Linked DNA regions of Sus scrofa: region 1 is linked to region 2. Evidence: chromatin contacts called from public HiChIP or PLAC-seq data. All regions are on one chromosome and are shown on one strand. Each heading gives the region's core, a stretch centred on a gene start, on an enhancer-like site or on the middle of the called end of the contact. The rest is flanking DNA. Distances are from core to core; before and after follow the strand shown. Region 1 holds the start of CCIN (calicin). Region 2 overlaps RECK (reversion-inducing cysteine-rich protein with Kazal motifs).

Region 1 (4,371 bases), core at 40-2,539, 56 kb after region 2:
GCCGCGTTGGAGGGGATCGAGGGCGCGGGCCGAGCCAGGCCTCTCTGCAGGTGTCGCCAATGCGACCAGCGTCTGCGTGTTGAGCCCCTTCCCAGGAGCTCTCTAAAAGGCTGGTCCTGGTAGGGCCTGCAGGAGCCGGCCCTCCTCCGTGGGAGGCTCCGGCTAGTCCCTATCCCTTCCTGGGCACAGCCGCGCCCCGGGAACTCGGGGAGCCCCACGTGTGCTCCGAAGGCGGGGGCGCAGTGCTGCGGGAGTCTGAGCCAGCCAAGCCTGCGAAGAAACCAACCCGCGGACACTGAGGGGGATGCCCCCAGTCCCGATGGCTCCTCTCTGGTTGCCCGGCCAAGCGCCTGCCGTCTGAGGCAGAGTACCCACGTCTGGAAAAAGGGCACAGGTGTGTTTTGTGGCGATCGTAGGAGGCCCAGCCAAGGGAATCCCAGGGTCGCAGGGGGCGCCTAGAAGGGGTGGCAGCTCCGCTTCTTTCTTCCGCTGGACCCGGGCGGGGCCGCAGGCGTTGGCGGCGCCCCGGCTCCCAAGTGGGAGATGACCCTCTAGCGCCACCGCGTGGCCGGAGGAAGAGCAGGGAGCCTGCCGGGAGGGGACGGGGGATGCTAGGTCTCAACTCCAGGGAACAGAACCAGGTAAACAAGTGTTTACAAAGGGAGCAGCCAGGAACGCCAAAGCTTGGCGAACTCATGTAATAATAACGGCAGCTAGCGTTTTTGAACGTTTGTTTCGAGCCAAACGCTCTGATTTAACACTTCGTCATTTTCTCTTGTAACACAATCCTTAATAATCTTTAAAGGGGGGGGGGTACTATGATGATTCCCATCTCACAGATGAGAAAACTGAGTTTTAAGGAGAAAAAGCAACCTGTCCAAGTCCACACGTGATGAAGAGAGCTGACCCATCACAGCCCCCAACATTTTACAGGCTTGGAAATGTAGAGAGACTGTCCGGTTTTCAGGGAATACTGAAATAATCAGGGCTTCCAACCCACTCCCATCCCCCGGGGCAAGGATAACACTTGCATTTTTGCTCCAGTGACTGGCCTCTACCTCTCAGTTTTATTTATTTATTTGATTTTATTTATTATTTATTTATTTATTTTGGACTTTTTGCCATTTCCAGGGCTGCTCCCGCAGCATATGGAGGTTCCCAGGCTATGGGTCCAATCGAGCTGTAGCCGCCGCCAGAGCCACAGCAACGCGGGATCCAAGCAGAGTCTGCGCCCTACACCCCAGCTCACGGCAACACCAGATCCTTAACCCACTGAACCCACAACCTCATGGTTCCTAGTCAGATTTGTTAACCCCTGATCCACGACGGGAACTCCTACCTCTCAGTTTTATAAGGAATGTTTTCTGTGGACCCAAAGGTAAGAAGCCATAGAACAGAGCTCTCTTTCTCTGATACCCAGGGGCCTTGGCAGAGAAGAGAGCGTTGGGGCTTGAGAATCAGAGACAGAGGAGCTGAGTAGTTCGGAGTGTCCTGAAAGGTGGGGAAAGTGCTGCATTACAGAAGGCCTGGGTCCCAGGCCCTGCTCTGCTTCTGACTGGCTACATGACCTTGGACAAACCCCTTCTGTTCTCCGAGCCTCAGTTTCCCTCCTGCACAAAGTACATTCTTCTAGATGATCTAATAATCCCTTTCCTTCCCCCAGCCTCCCTCAGCCTCCCTCCACCAACTCCTGCCCAAAGTGGCTCTGGCGTTCTAGCAGCAACGGTGAACTATGGCTGAGGGTCCCAGGTGGGAGTTGCGACCCATCTGCGTGTCCTCCTGAGTTCTGGACCCCAGCACGCGTCCTGGCCTTGGCAGGTCAGGTCGGGGCCGTCGGAGGGGAGAAAAGCCCTGTGCCTCTGAGAGAGGCCTGGGGTGGGGGGGTCGGCATTGTGATGACCTCGTCCACTCTATGACATCATCCTCTCTCCCACCCGCCCGCCTCCCTGCTCAACTGCGCTGCAGACAACCATCCATCTGAATCCCAAAGGCCTGAGAAAGTCCGTTCTCCAGTACCTGCTGCTGATCGTCTGCCTCAGCCAGCAAGAAGCACCATGAAATTGGAATTCACCGAGAAAAACTACAACAGCTTTGTGCTGCAGAACCTGAACAAACAGAGGAAACGCAAAGAATACTGGGACATGGCCCTGACTGTGGACCACCACGTCTTCTTTGCACATCGCAACGTGCTGGCTGCCGTCTCTCCGCTGGTGAAGAGCCTCATCTCCAACCACGACATGAAAACCACCGATGAGCTCTTTATCACCATCGACCCCAACTACCTGAGTCCGACCACGGTGGACCACCTCCTAGACTACTTTTACAGCGGCAAGGTGGTGATCTCCGAGCAGAACGTGGAGGAGCTGCTTCGCGGGGCCCAGTATTTCAACACCCCCCGCCTTCGAATTCACTGCAATGACTTCCTGATCAAGTCCATCCGCCGTGCCAACTGCTTGCGCTACCTCTTCTTGGCCGAGTTGTTTGAACTCAAAGAGGTCTCGGACTTGGCCTACTCCGGCATTCGCGACAACTTCCACTACTGGGCCAGCCCCGAGGGCTCCCTGCACTTCATGCGCTGTCCACCTGTCATCTTCGGCCGCCTGCTGCGCGATGAAAACTTGCACGTGCTCAACGAGGACCAGGCTCTCCAGGCACTCCTCAGTTGGGTATACTTCCGGAAGGATGAGCGGGAGAAGTATTTCAAGAAGTTCTTCAATTACATCAATCTCAACGCCGTCTCCAACAAGACGCTGATGTATGCCAGCAACAAGCTGATGGGCATGGAGAACAGCTCAGCCCACTCCACCCTGATTGAGAGTGTCCTTGTGGACCGCAAGCAGGAGAGGCCAACCAGTCTGCTGAGCTACCAGCGGAAAGGGGCCCTGCTTGATTCGGTGGTCATCCTCGGAGGCCAGAAGGCCCACGGCAAGTTCAACGATGGCGTGTTCGCTTACATCATCCAGGAGAACCTGTGGTTGAAGCTCTCAGAGATGCCCTATCGGGCGGCAGCCCTTAGCGCCACTGCGGCCGGTCGCTACATCTATATCTCTGGTGGCACCACGGAGCAGATCTCAGGGCTGAAGACGGCCTGGCGGTATGACATGGATGACAACTCCTGGACCAAGTTGCCTGACCTGCCCATTGGGCTTGTCTTCCACACCATGGTGACCTGCGGGGGGACGGTGTACTCAGTGGGCGGGAGCATCGCCCCAAGGCGGTATGTCTCCAACATCTTTCGCTATGACGAGCGCAAGGAGGCCTGGTGCCTCGCAGGGAAGATGAGCATCCCTATGGACGGCACAGCCGTGATCACCAAGGGTGACCGGAACCTGTACATTGTCACTGGGCGGTGCCTGGTGAAGGGCTACATCTCCCGGGTTGGGGTGGTGGACTGCTTCGACACCAACACTGGGGACGTGGTCCAGTGTATCACCTTCCCCATCGAGTTCAACCACCGGCCCCTGCTCTCTTTTCATCAGGACAACATCCTCTGTGTGTACAGCCACCGGCAGAGTGTGGAGATCAACCTGCAGAAGATAAAGGCCAACAAGACGACCACCTCGGTGCCTCTCTTGCCCAACAACTGCCCCTTGGATGTGTCCCATGCGATCTGCTCCATTGGAGACAGCAAGGTGTTTGTGTGTGGAGGCGTCACCACAGCCAGCGATGTCCAGACAAAGGACTACACTATCAATCCAAACGCCTACCTGCTGGACCAAAAGACAGGCGAGTGGAAGACCCTGGCCCCACCACCAGAGGCACTGGACTGTCCTGCCTGCTGTCTGGCCAAGCTACCTTGCAAGATTCTTCAAAGGATTTAAACAGCTTTTTAAGTGGGAGAATAAGTAAATTCATTATTATTCACAGTTTATTGAGAGAGAGAAAGAGAGGAAGATGGCCTGTTGGTTCCTTCTTAGTCTGTTTGGCCCTGAAAGTGGAGATCCTGGGCTCCTTCCAGTGGGGGGACTTCAGGGTCAGGCTCTTACTGGAGGGATCCAATCTGAGGCTGGAAACAAGTCTCTGGTGGGTGGGAATGAGGCATCTCCTGGGCACTGATTCCCAGTGGGTGGAAACTCAGGGTCACTCTGTTCCTGGAGGCATCCAAGCAGAGGCTGGAAAGGAGTCCCTGGTGAGTGATGGTGGGTGAGATGGAGGCATCTCCTGGGCATGGGCCAAGGTGATGTCTGGAAGGTCCCTATTCTGTACCCGGGTAGTTGCCATACAGGCATCTGCTCGACTGGCAGGTAAAGCATTTGCTTAGAGTCGTGAAGCCTCAGGCTCCTCCAACACCCGTTTCCTTTGAGTCTGCCCGGAAAGCAGGGGAGGGCCAACTCCAGGCCTGGGAGCGGAGCCACCTGGGCTGGGGAGGGA
Region 2 (4,517 bases), core at 719-3,218:
ATTTGCATGCAGCTGTTCAGCTTTCCCAACAGCACTTACTGAACAAGCTGTCTTTTCCCTGTTGTATATTCTTGCCTCTTTTGTCAAAGATTAATTGGGTTTATTTCTGGGCTGTCTGTACTGTTCCACTGATCCATGTTACATTTAAATCTTTAATCCTTTTTTTTTTTTTAATGGAAGTTCCCAAGCTAGGGGTCGAGCCACAACCACTGTAGAAGCAACGCTGAGTAGTTATGTTGTGAGCCACACGGGAAGTCCTTTAATCCATTTTTAACTTATTTTTGTATATGGTTGGAAAATTAGTTCAGCTTGATCCTTTTGCATATAGTCATCGAGTTGTCCCAGCACCATTTTGAAGAGGCTATCTTTCCCCATGTATATTCTTGCCTCCTTTGTTATAGATTAATTGCCTGTATAAGTATGGGTTCATTTCTGGACTCTCTATTCTGTTCCATTAATATATGTGTCTATGTTTGTGCCAGTACTATATTATTTTGATGACTGTAGCTTTGTAGTATAGTTTGAAATCAAGGAGCATAATACCTCCAGCTTTGTTCTTTTTTCTCGAGATTGTTTTGGCTCTTCAAAACAATACAAAATTTCCATACAAAATTTTCAATTATTTGTTCTAGATCTATGAAAAATGTTCTTGGTATTTAAATATTGATTGCATTGAATCTGTAGATTGCCTTGGGTAATACGAACATTTAAACAATATTAGTTCTTCCAATCCATGGGCATGGTAATGAATCTTTCCACCTGTTTGTGTCATCTTCAGTTTCTTTCATCAGTCTTACAGTTTTCTGAGTACATGTCTTTTACCTCCTTAGTTATATTTATTCCTAGGTATTTTATTCTTTTTTATATGATTGTAAATGGGATTGTTTTTTTAATTTTTTATGTGCATTCTCATTTAAATCCCATCAGACAAGGTGACCACAGGTAATAGTGATGGTGATGGTGGTCATTTTAGTGCAGGAAACTTGTCCCTAAAAAGAGTAGAAGTAATGCCCTTTGAAATTAAATGATGCTACCTACTATATTCCTCTCTTATTTTATTTTACTATCATGTGTGTATCCTGTTGTTTCAGATACCTAGCGAAAGCTAACATTTTAATAGGTCTTTTCTTCTTATAGAAAATTATAAGTACCCTTTATAGAAAGGAGGGAGGCAAAAAAGTCTAAAGAAGAAAGGAACCATTTTCCCTAACCTTCTCAAGAAGTTCAGGGATTGAGAATGAAGCAAGGTCCAGGTACTACAAGGAAAACCCAACAGTGATTTGCAACCAGCCAACATCAGGTCCTCAGCCATATGAGCACAGAAGCCTGCATTTTTTAGCACATACTATGAAGCTTTCTCTTAAGATAGACTCATATTAGCCAAGCTGAAAAGTAAGCCCCTAAAAATGCTTCATTATTATTGACTAGATGGCCTCCAGTTCGGGCTGCAGCCCCTCTGTCTCCTCAAATCATGCCTCTTCCTCCCCGAGCATCCTTTGCTCCTGCCCTCGGGGTCCCCTTTTCCCCAGCACCACAGGGTCTTAGGCATCACATCTTTCCCCTGCTGCCCCCTAGGTCTGGCAGGTCCTCATCCTCCTGGTTCTACCTTCTCTCCTTGCTGTCTCCACGCTGCCCAGTCAGAATGACTCATTTGGTGTGTGATTTTCTGCCCAATAGCCTGTTTTACGTGCATGCTCAAGTCCCCACTCTCCATAAGCTTTTGGGCACAGGGACTGTTTCTGATTGCTCTCTCACTTTCTGCTTGGCCTCTTGTCCCCCCATCAGTGCTTGGCCTTCCCCATAGTCTCTCCCGACATTGGCTCATGGTGCGGCATTTGTGTTTTTCAGATGCATACCCAAACCACAAGTCTGCCTGACAACTTTTGATAAATTTGGATGTAGCCAGTATGAGTGTTTGCCAAGACAGCTCACCTGTGACCAGGTCCGAGATCCTGTTTGTGACACAAACCACATGGAGCACAACAATCTCTGTACTTTGTACCAGAGAGGGAAAAGCCTCTTATACAAAGGCCCGTGCCAGGTACTGTTGTTTGCCTGACAACCCAAGTGTGCTGAGCATGAAATGGGCTTATGATCTTTTTTATGAATCAGCAGTGAGACCCCTTGAGGGTCTCCTGTGAACCCCGTCAAATCTAGGGCACTCTGTCCTCCACCAAAAATGGGTCATCCCAAAGCTGGCTTTTCCTCCTAACACTGGAGGGCCCCCTTGCTCATGTGTAAGCCTTTGCACATCTATTGCAAGAAGAGAGTGGCCTTTTGCCACAGCCATTAGGAGAAGAATGTGAAGTCTCACAACCCAGGCATGAGTCAGCAGCATTTTTCACTTCCCCTAGTTCTGAGGGCCCTCGTTAGAAAGCAGCCCAGGAAGAATGTGAGGTAAAACAACCAAGAAAAGAGCTTTTTTCCACTCTTCCCACTGAAGTCCCACCCATAGTACTGAAAAGTAACTGGAAATTTTCTCTAAAACTTAATGTCTTTCATCAGTTTATCGTCCAGTCTTTTAGAGTTGTGAAATCTGTATTCATATTTTAAAATAACTCCAAGAACGATCCCACTGAGGCCTTCACACACTCCGCTGCTCTGTGTGCTGGCCCCTCTGTCCCCGGGGGGAAAGCCCAGCCTTGGGCCAGCACTCCCTGCCCACAGCCAGCTGACACCTGACGTGCTGGCTTCTCATTTCCTGGTCTTCATTGTCAGAAAATCCCTTCAGCTCGTCTGCCTGGGCCTTTTCCCTGCAGAGCTCATGTTCCAAGTGCCCTGATACAGTCACTCTGCATTCCCAGGCTTCTTTTCTTTTTATTCCCTCCTCCTGGCTTCTGGTTTTCTCTTCCATATTCCTGACCGACCTCATGGATCCAGAGTCTGTCTTCTCTCTCTGCAGATCTCCACTCTTCCCTCTCCTTATCCCATACCCTGCATAAGATGATAAGGCCTCTGCATTTGCATAAAGATTGGTCTTGTTTGCTTCAAACAGGCTCTTCTGTAATAATAGAAGTCTGGAGGGAGGGAGGATTTTTATCTCATATCAGTTCGCATAGAATGAGCACCCAAGTGCCCAAGAAGCTGAGAAAAGTAATCTCTTCAATTCATCTTGGGGCTGCTCTATTGCCCCACCCCACCCCCACCTCGTGTTTAGCAACCTCAGAACCTTACTTTAGAGGGTCCAAAAATTTACACTCTCTTTTTGCCTTCCCGAAAATGGGGAGACCTACTCTGCACTCTTGGTTAGGAAAAGCGCACCGTAGATATTTATAGACTAAACGTGCTTTGCTTGCCCTCAGCCCTTCTGCAGAGCCTCAGAGCCCGTCTGCGGGCACAACGGGGAGACCTACAGCAGTGTGTGTGCTGCCTACTCGGATCGGGTGGCCGTCGACTACTATGGGCCCTGCCAGGCCGTCGGGGTCCTCTCTGAATACAGTTCTGTTGCTGAGTGTGCTGCTGTGAAGTGTCCTTCGCTCTCAGCGACCGAATGCAAACCCATCATCCCACCCGGTAGGCTGGCGGTACTTGGGGTGGGGCAGGGGTGGGATTGGGAAGATCTGCTTATCTGTCTCCAGAGAGTGAGTCACTGAGAAGAGAGTTGACTAGCTTCTTGAAACTTTTCAAAAAGTCTTGACTCCACCTGATGCTGATTAGATGCATACTCTGGGCCAACCTTAAAAAGCTGTGGATTTATCTTAGACATCATCTGGTCTGGTGGTCTTAAAACAATATGGAAAGCTTTGTTCGGTCTTACCCCAAACACCAATGGATAAACAGCAACATATAAATGCTACAATTATAGTTATTAAAGTATAAAAGTGCATAATGTTTACATATTATATGGTTAATGAATAAAGAATTGGTAACTAATGAATGAATGAAGTAGTTTTGATAAATAAAAACATTTTAAATTGAGAAAAACAGAAGATAGTTGTTGTCTTCGATTGGCCTTAACAGCTAATTTAATTATTTTGGTTGCATATAATCCAGAAAGTCTTGTTTCATACAGGCTGATATAAGCGGTAACAATTTTTAAGCATCTTATCTTACAGTCTCATACTCTTCAGTTAAACAGGGGTGGCAGAAGAGACTGTATCTCAAGTCTGCACAGAACAGAATAATCTGGACTCTAACCAGTTTATTCCTCCATCCATGAGCTCAGCAAATGTTTCTTGAGCTTCTACTATATGCTAGACACCTTCTAGGCCCTGGGGACACAGCAGTGAACAAAACAAAGCCTCTTTCCACCTGGAAACCTTTGTTTTGTTTTGTTTTTGTCTCTCTCTCTTTTTTTCTTTTTCTTTTTTTTTTTTTTTGTCTTTGGGCTGCCCCCACAGCATATGGAGGTTCCCAGGCTAGGGGTCCAGTTGGAGCTGTAGCCGCTGGCCTATGCCACAGCCACAGCAATGGGGGATCCGAGCCATGTCTGTGACCTACACCACAGATTTCAGCAACGCTGGATCCTTAACCCACTGAGCGAGGCAAGGAATTGAACCTGTGTCCTCATTGATGCT

Evidence for each region. HiChIP or PLAC-seq counts read pairs in DNA pulled down with a chosen protein or histone mark.
Region 1: an H3K27ac HiChIP or PLAC-seq map of skeletal muscle shows a contact between it and region 2. The contact joins the promoter of CCIN here to the enhancer-like site in region 2. A contact is called at or near these places in 1 of 5 promoter capture datasets (fetal liver), 23 of 47 Hi-C or Micro-C datasets (adipocytes, adipose tissue, alveolar macrophages and 13 more) and 2 of 2 datasets of contacts at active chromatin or transcription factors (alveolar macrophages and skeletal muscle).

Annotation. Positions count from the first base shown.
Region 1 is chr1:236,946,582-236,950,952 of Sscrofa11.1, forward strand. It overlaps CCIN (calicin), which reads left to right and starts at 1,290. Exons shown (of 1, transcript XM_003121999.6): 1 at 1,290-3,866. The coding sequence starts at 2,055. The coding sequence ends at 3,821.
Region 2 is chr1:236,889,488-236,894,004 of Sscrofa11.1, forward strand. It overlaps RECK (reversion-inducing cysteine-rich protein with Kazal motifs), which reads left to right. Exons shown (of 21, transcript XM_021065979.1): 17 at 1,849-2,041; 18 at 3,303-3,513. Among named protein-coding and RNA genes, the nearest start is that of GLIPR2, 28 kb to the right of the region's middle. Within about 2 kb of position 1,969, at least 55 of the 83 cell types and tissues checked have an H3K27ac peak or open chromatin away from gene starts, as enhancers often do. A contact at or near this core is called in adipose tissue, alveolar macrophages, brain and 9 more, where this site is marked.